Linked DNA regions of Sus scrofa: region 1 is linked to region 2. Evidence: chromatin contacts called from public HiChIP or PLAC-seq data. All regions are on one chromosome and are shown on one strand. Each heading gives the region's core, a stretch centred on a gene start, on an enhancer-like site or on the middle of the called end of the contact. The rest is flanking DNA. Distances are from core to core; before and after follow the strand shown.

The links. HiChIP or PLAC-seq counts read pairs in DNA pulled down with a chosen protein or histone mark.
Region 1: an H3K27ac HiChIP or PLAC-seq map of alveolar macrophages shows a contact between it and region 2. The contact joins two enhancer-like sites. A contact is called at or near these places in 1 of 47 Hi-C or Micro-C datasets (embryonic fibroblasts) and 1 of 2 datasets of contacts at active chromatin or transcription factors (alveolar macrophages).

The regions. Positions count from the first base shown.
Region 1 is chr9:105,459,604-105,463,826 of Sscrofa11.1, forward strand. No RefSeq gene overlaps it. Among named protein-coding and RNA genes, the nearest start is that of RINT1, 69 kb to the left of the region's middle. Within about 2 kb of position 1,633, at least 8 of the 83 cell types and tissues checked have an H3K27ac peak or open chromatin away from gene starts, as enhancers often do. A contact at or near this core is called in alveolar macrophages, where this site is marked.
Region 2 is chr9:104,841,781-104,846,076 of Sscrofa11.1, forward strand. No RefSeq gene overlaps it. Among named protein-coding and RNA genes, the nearest start is that of KMT2E, 32 kb to the right of the region's middle. Within about 2 kb of position 2,786, at least 20 of the 83 cell types and tissues checked have an H3K27ac peak or open chromatin away from gene starts, as enhancers often do. A contact at or near this core is called in alveolar macrophages, where this site is marked.

The DNA.
Region 1 (4,223 bases), core at 383-2,882, 620 kb after region 2:
TCCTAGTTGGATTCGTTTCCGCTGTGCCCCTATGGGAACTTCGAAAATAAACTTATTGAAATATATTCCTGGGAACTTTGCTCAGGAACATGGATCTATTAAATCTGATGTTCTGGAATAGTCCCAAACAGATCAGAAAGCAGTAATAATCCATTAGGCAAGAAGTTATTGCCTAATGGGAAAATTCAGAAAGGAGAAAAATAATGAAGTACTGTAAAATAAATTCCAGAGAGCTGAGTAAATCAACTAGGAGACATATAGAATTATAAACTACCTTTAACGAAATACCCACCTGCGGCTTGGAGAAAGGTCTATGGGTAGAGTTTATTTCTACAGGAGGCAGGGAGATAAAATGGAAAGAGCACCAGATTGAAAGAGCGGGGTTGCTCATAAGCCAGTTCTGTGTTCTTGGTCCCTCTCAAGCTATGTCTCCGTTTCCTCACCTGCAGAAGAGAGTCTTCAAGATTACTTCTGGTTTACACATTGATTCCTCAAGCCTACGGCTCATTTTGGAGTTCCCATCTCGGCTCAGTGGAAACGAATCTGACTAGTATCCTTGAGGATGCATGTTTTATCCCCGGCCTTGCTCAGTGGGTTAAGGATCAGGGGCATTGCTGTGAGCAGAGGTGTAGGCTGCAGATGCAGTTCAGATCTGGTGTTGCTGTGGCTGTGGTGTCAGCCGGCGGCTACAGCTGATTTGATCCCTAGCCTAGGAACCTCCATATGCCACGGGTGTGGCCCTAAAAAGACACAAACACACACACACACACAAGCCTATGACTTATTTTGAAGGAGGCTTCTCAGAGTTCCAGGTTTAGAAAACAAAGGATGTAAAATCTCCTTTCAAAATGGAGTTAGCGGTCACCCAGGCGAGAGAAGTGACTGATGGCCAGTCACGGACAAAACTCAGAACCAAGGGAAAAATGACAGCCTTGGTGCCAGAAGCACCACACTGATGTTTTGTGGCTGTGCATAATCCAGTTATACAAACATTTATTTGCAACTGTGCTTTCTCTGTACCAACCTACAAATCTGCTTCCTCTGCTTTTTGGCTCCTGCACGATAGTGAAAGTAGTCACACTTAGGCCTTGAGGCAAAACGACAAAAAAATTGCCTTAGTTTGTCTGAGAGTCTTAGCTCCTGGTGGCCTTGCTCTGCCCTTGGTGTGTTCAAATCACTCTCCATGACTGTCATTTCCCTGCCAGGACTCCGCTTTGATCACGAATCTTGTGTGTTCTCAACGCTGTGTGACAATCCAGTTTCATTAGTAACTATTTAATTCTTTCTTTATTCTTCTCAAACTCTTCTGAGCTCTTAGGCACACTTACCCGCTCCACATTCACTGAGAACGTGGAAGCTATCAGATGGGAAATCCCTCGTCTTCCCAGAAGTGAATCTGCAAGCTGACTTCTTCCCCATTTCTCTTGAGAAAGTGTCCCTCTGACAACTGTTAAATTAATTAAACTAAGAGGCCATTAGGCTGAGATGCTCTAATGCCCTAGAAGCCTATGTAAGCAAACCAGAATCTAAGCCTGTAAATATTTCAAGGTTGTAAGTCAAAATGCTAGGGACAACCAATCACAAACAGCCAACGAGGCTTTAACTACAGCCACTCAGCAACTTCCTTACTTTGTTTCCGCCTTTTCTCTAAAGTCTCCCCAGTTCCTGTTGGTGGAGCTTCTAACCACTTCTGGTTTGGCGCTGCTTGATTTGAATCCATTTTTGTGAAAACTCTTCTAAGATTTTTAATATGTCCTGGTTTATCTTTTTGCACTACAAAGGCCAATACCTTCCACATGTGTTCAAGTTCATGTCCCTCTTCTCAAAAACCTCCCTTAAAAAAAAAAAAAAAAATCACCCCTTTCTCCTGCTTCTTCACCCTCTCTCTCTTGCCTATTGTCCCAGCCTCACCAGCCTATGAATCATGATGTGGATCCTGAAAAACAAAAACCAAAAACAAAAAGAAACAAAATCCAAACACTCCCTCGTGCCTTCTAACCTTGTCTACACAACTGAATTTCCTTCAATTCCCTGACACACCTGCTTTGCTAAAGTCACTTTGCTCAAATTCTAATCCCTAGAACCTGTGAGCACGAACTTATTTGGAAGATGTAACAACATCAATATCTTGAGAGGATACAATTCAGGATTTAGGGTGAGCCTTCAGTCCAAGGACAGATGTCCTTATTAGAGAAAGGCCGTGGGAGATTTGAAATGGAGGAGGGACACAGGGGAGGAGGCCATTGGAAGAAAGAGGCAGAGATGGAAGTGATGCATCTACAAGCCAGGGAGGCCGAGGACTGCAAGGAGTCACCAGCAACTGGAAGAGGTAGGGGAGCATTCTCCTCCAGAGCCTTTGAGGGAGTGCAGAACTGCTTTATTTGGGGCTTCTTGAACTCTGAGACAATGGATTTATTTTATTTTAGACCACCAAATCGTGGCAATTGTTAACGGCAGTCCTGGGAAACTAATAGTCACCAATGATCTCCACGCTGCAAGACCCTAGACTCAATACCATCTCTCTCTTCCATGTTGCAGCAATATTTAACTCAGTTGACTTTTTCTTTTCTTTTTTGGACACCCCCATGGCATATGTAAGTTCCAGGCCAGGGACTGAACCCGTGACACAGCACTGACCCGGGCTGCTGCAGTGACAATACCAGATCCTTAATCCGCTGTGCCACAAGGGAACACCTAACTCTTCCTACTTTGAAGCACCTTACAGTCCTAGTCTCCAGGGAACCACTGTCTGTGGGGTTCTCTCTTCTGTGCAAGCTTCCTCTTGGGGTTCTTTGGGAGTTTTCTGCTTCTACCCAACCTCTAAATGTCTGCCCTTCTTTCCCTACATTCTCTTGAGTAATCACATTCATACCTGTCGCTCTCAATATCATCCATATAGCAAAGATTCCCAAAATTGGAGAACTTAGACATACTGAGAGCATCAACCCTGTGTATCCCAAGCATTCTTGACACAGCACCTTTGGGGGTTCACAGCATTTTCACACATGGGCAAACATGTATGCACAAAACAGAACTTCTGATCTTCAGGCAACTTTCCTTTTGCCTGTCCCTGCTCCCCCAAACCCTGTTCTTCCTCTGAAGAACACATGGAGAAATGGCATCTCCACCCGATACAATGACTCTACCAGGAGTTTCCATCATGGCAGAGGAAACAAATCTAACTAGGAACCATGAGGTTGCAGGTTCGATCCCTGGCCTCGGCTCAGTGGGTTGAGGATCTGGCATTGCCGTGAGCTGTCGTGTAGTTCGAAGATGCGGCCCGGCTCTGGCATTGTTGTCGCTCTGGTGTACACCGGCGGCTACAGCTCTGATTCGAAACTTAGCCTGGGAACCTCCAGATGCCATAGGTGCGGCCCTAAAAAGACAAAAGACCAAAGACAAAAAAAAAAAAAAAAAAAATTACTCTACCAGAAGACGGGAGCCATTCCTTCCCTTACTCTCACATCCAATTCCTAAGCAAGTCTTGTCAATTTTATATGTAAATGGATCTTGAATCTATTCTCTTCTCTATTTACTGTCACCATCCTGGGACCACACTAACATGTCTGAGTCTCTTGCAATAGCTTCTGATAGATTCTCCACACAGCAGCTAGAGATCTTTTAACAGATCAGATCATGCCATGCCCCCATGGAAAGCCCTTCAAAGGATTCCCACTGGATTGAGCATAAAATCCAAACTCTAAGACACCCTTTGTGACCTGGCAGTGCCTTCTGTCCATCTATTTCCCTGCTGTCCACAGTGGATCTCCCTCAGGCTCCAGGAATTTGCCAGGTCTTTCCCACCATGGACCAGCCTGGGATTATCTCCCTGACACTTTCTGCCTTCAGCTCACTTCCTCAGAGGGAACTCTCTGCGAGCGAACACCCCACCCCCAACCCCATTTTACATCAGTTTCTGTTACTTCCTCTCTCCTGGAACTAAATTCTACCATCAAATTTGCCACAATTAATACAATTAATACAATTATTACACATTTAATAATGTGTTTACTTACTGTCTCCCTGACCAAGGAGCATTCAGGAAGCAGCTGGGACTGTGTTTGTTTCTCATCATTGAGCAGAGTGCCTAGCTCGGGGGCAGCCACAGCCGGGATGCTCTATAAATATTTGTTGAATGAATTCACTCTTTCCTCTTCCACTCCTTGAATGTGGATTCCAGCAGGAAGGCTCACTTGGTAAGAACACAGACACCCACGCGAATA
Region 2 (4,296 bases), core at 1,536-4,035:
TCAGTGGGTTAAGGATCTGGCATTGCCCTGAGCTGTGGTGTTGGTTGCAGACTCGGCTCGGATCCTGTGTTGCTGTGGCTGTGGTGCAGACCAGCAGCTGCAGCTCCAATTAGACCCCTAACCTGGGAATCTCCATATGCCAAGTGTGTGACCATTAAAAAAAAAGAAGAAGAAAGAAAAGAAAATAGAGACTCATGGAAAAAAAGATTCTAGAAATAAATGCTTACATTTTGACAACAACAAAAAAGAAAATACTCAGATTTCATAAACCTATGTTCATCACACTATCATTCACAAGAGTTAAAAGTGGGAAACAACCCAAATATTCATCAGAAAACATGTGGGTAAATAAAATGTGATATATACATCAATGGACTATTATGCAGCATTAAAAAGGAATGAAATTCTGATAATGGCTGCAATGTGGATGACCTGGGAAACATCATGCTAAGTGGAATAAGTCAGACACAAAAGGATAAATATTGTCTGATTCCCCAGTATATGAAGTATCTAGAAGAGTCAAATTCAAAAAGACAGAAAGTAGAGTGGCGGTTGCCAGGGTCTGGAAGAAGAAGGGAAAGGAGAGTTATTTTATGGAGACAGAGTTTCTGTTTAGGATGAGGAAAAAAACTCTGCACATGAAATAGTGGTGATGGTTGCACAACAATGTAAATGTACTTAATGCTACAGAATTTTACACTTAAAAATGCTGAAAATGGACTTTGGAAAACAATATGGAGATTTCTCAAAAAACTAAAAAAAAAGAGCTCCCATTGTGGCGCATTGGTTAACGAATCCGACTAGGAACCATGAGGTGGTAGGTTCAATCCCTGGCCTTGCTCAGTGTGTTAAGGATCTGGTGTTGCCGTGAGCTGTGATGTAGGTTGCAGACACGGCTCGGATCCCACATTGCTGTGGCTCTGGTGTAGGCTGGTGGCTACAGCTCCGATTGGACCCCTAGCCTGGGAACCTCCATATGCCGTGGGAGCAGCTCAAGAAAAGGCAAAAAGACATTACCATATGATCCAGCAATCCCATGTCTGGGTATACATCTGAAAAAAAAGCAAAAACACTAATTTAAAAAGATACCTGCGCCTCAGTGGTCATAGCAGCATTATTTACAAGAGCCAAGACATGGAAACAACCTAAGTGCCCATCAACGGTTGAAGAGGTGAAGCATGGTATACAAATACAATGGTATATTATTCAGCCATAAAAAAGAACAAAATGGTGTCACTTGCAGCAACATGGATGGACTTGGAGGGCATTTTACTAAGTGAAATAAGTCAGACAAAGATAAATACTATATGATATCACATGTGAAATCTAAAAAATAAAGCAAACTAGTGAATATAACCAAAACAATGGTTACGAGAGTAAATTTTATGTTATATATATTTTACCACAGTAATAAAAAAAAAATTGGTAGGACCAGAGCCCTGGCCACACATTCTTCTTCCTTCCCCTTTACCCAAATTACTTACAAATGCTGGCTCTGCAGCCCTGTGGCCCTGCCTGGGGACAGGGACCTCAAAGGAGGTCCAACTCCGCCCCCTCCATCCCCTCAACATACACCCATGCACACAGGTACCTTTTGTGTTACCTCCTGACACTTGGAGCGAGGTCAGAGAGGCAACTCCCTCGAATACTGCAAAGCAGCCAGGGCTTGTTTGACAGTGGCTCTTGAACTCCAACCTGGGCCCCTCTTCTCCCCTGTGGCTGTCTGGGCCTGGTAAGTCAAGGTTATGCTTTCAAAAGAAGGGACATACCAAAAAAAGCACACATGATTCTAATTTTCATTTGTGGGTTGAGCAAGGACTAAACGTGAACAAGCTCAGCACCTATTGATTAATGTCAGGAAACGCTTCAATGAACCAGCAAACCAAAAGATCAACCAGATCCAGAAACAGTGGACTAACCCCATCAGTGGACTGGAAATCCCAGAGATAACTTAGGAGATGGAGAACTGAAAACCTGCTCTTCCATGGTTTATAGTCAGAGTAAGGAATCTCATGTGTAAAATGAGCCAGAGAAAGACAAAATCAAAAAGTCCCTTCCCCAAAATCCTACCAAGAAACAGCGGGCTTAGGGGAAAAAAAGAACAGTGTTTGGGCCCAGCTTTTGAAAATATCTTATGGAATTCCCCTTGTGGCTCAGCAGGTCAAGAACCCTACAAGTATCCAGGAGTTCCCTTTGTGGCTCAGTGGTTAACGAATCCAACTAGGAACCATGAGGTTGTGGGTTCTATCCCTGCCCTTGCTCAGTGGGTAAAGGATCCAGCGTTGCCGTAAGCTGTGCTGTAGGTTGCAAACCCATCTCGTATCCCATGTTGCTGTGGCTCTGGTGTAGGCTGGCAGCTACAGCTCCAATCTGACCCCTAGCCTGGGAACCTCCATATGCTGCGGGAACAGCTCAAGAAATGGCAAAAGAAGACAAAAAAGACCAAAAAAAAAAAAAAAAAGGGAACACAACAAGTATCCATGAGGATGTGGGTTCGATTCCTGGCCTCACTCACCTCATTGGGGTTAAGCATCTGGCTTTGCTGCAGGCTGTGGCATAGGTCACAGATACAGCTCATATCTGGTATTGCTGTGGTGTAGGTTGGCAGCTGCAGCTTTGATGCCACCCCTGGCCCAGGAACTTCCATATGCCGCAGGTGTGACCCTAAAAAGAAAAAGAAAAATTTTTTCTTATTACAGGATCATTGGGTCCTCTGCCCCTTCTCTGCTCAGGGCTAGAGCTTCAGGAGCAGACTATATAGAAATATTATGTCAGGCTAGACAGCACAAAGTACACACACAGCCCAGAGCAGACATCAATGGGTGCCCTGTGCCCCTAAAGAGTCCCCATAAAATGACCAGTGTACTTGGCACAGGAAGTTGCCACCACATAGATCCTTTCCAGTTGACTCCCCCAAATCAGCCCAAGTATTTGTGATAGCCAGTCTCCCCAGTGGCTTCTTGGTATTCACACCCTTGTGTAACCTTCTTCCACCCTCTACCAGGGCTGGTCTATGTGACCAACAGCACGCAGCAGAAGCAAAGATATGTCACTTCCAATATGCGGTTTTAAGATACTACGACTTCTGTCTTGGGCTTTCCCTCTCATTACTCACAGAAAAAGCCAGCTGCTGTGTTGTGAGGACATTCAGGAAGGCTCTGGAAAGGCTATATAGCAAGGAACTGAGACCTCTAGCAACAGCCAGCAAGGAACTGAAACCTGCCAACAACTACACGAGGGAGCTTAAAAGAAGCTTCTCTAGCGCCTGCTGAGCCTTGGGATGCCTTGCAACCTCAGCTAAGCTGCTCCTTGATTCCTGACCCTCAGAAACCACTTAAAGTAACAAGTGTTTATTGTTTTAAACTACAAGCTTTGGGGTCACAGTTGTATCGGTGTAGTTAGAAAAGCTGTAGCTTTGGAGACAAGTACACCTACTGCCTTACGTATAAGGGTTTTTTTGTGGGTTTTTGGCCACCCCCACATCCTGTGGAAGTTCAAGGACAGGGATTAAACCCACACCACAGCAGCGACCTGGGCTCCTGCAGTGACAATGCTGGATCCTTAACCCACTGTGCCACAGCCTTTAAATTCTGGTTCCACTGCTTCCTGCATAAATAGCACAACCTCTCTGAGCTTCATGTTCCTCTTGAGCAAAAATGGGGATGACACTAAAGACTGAGTAAAGATCAAAGGAAAGATGTTAGGACAGGGAACATTCCTCTTCTTCCTTCTGTGTTTGTTTATTTGTTTTTGTATTTTTAGGGCTCTACCTGAAACATTAGGAAGTTCCCAAGAAGAATCAAGCTGCAGCTGCCAGCCATAGCCACAGCCACAGCCATGCAGGATCCGAGCCATGTCTGCGACCTACACCACAGCTCACGGCAATACCAGATCCTTAGCCCACTGAGCGAGGCCAGAGATTGAATCCACATCCTCATGGATGCTAGTTGGGTTTGTTACCACTGAACCACAACAGGAACTCCCCTTCTCAGTGTTTTAAAGCTAGAATTAAGAATTCCAGAGTTCCCGTCATGGCGCAGCAGAAACTAACACAACTAGGAACCATGAGGTTGAGGGTTCGATCCCTGGCCTTGCTCAGTGGGTTAAGGATCTGGCATTGCCATGAGCTGTGCTGTAGGTCGCAGATGTGGCTTGGATCTGGCATTGCTGTGAGCGGTGGTGTAGGCCAGCAGCTGCAGCTTCGATTAGACCCCTATCCTGGAAACCTCCATATGCCGCGGGTGTGGTCCTAAAAAGACAAAAAAAAAAAAAAAAGAATTCCCTCAGAGCAAATTG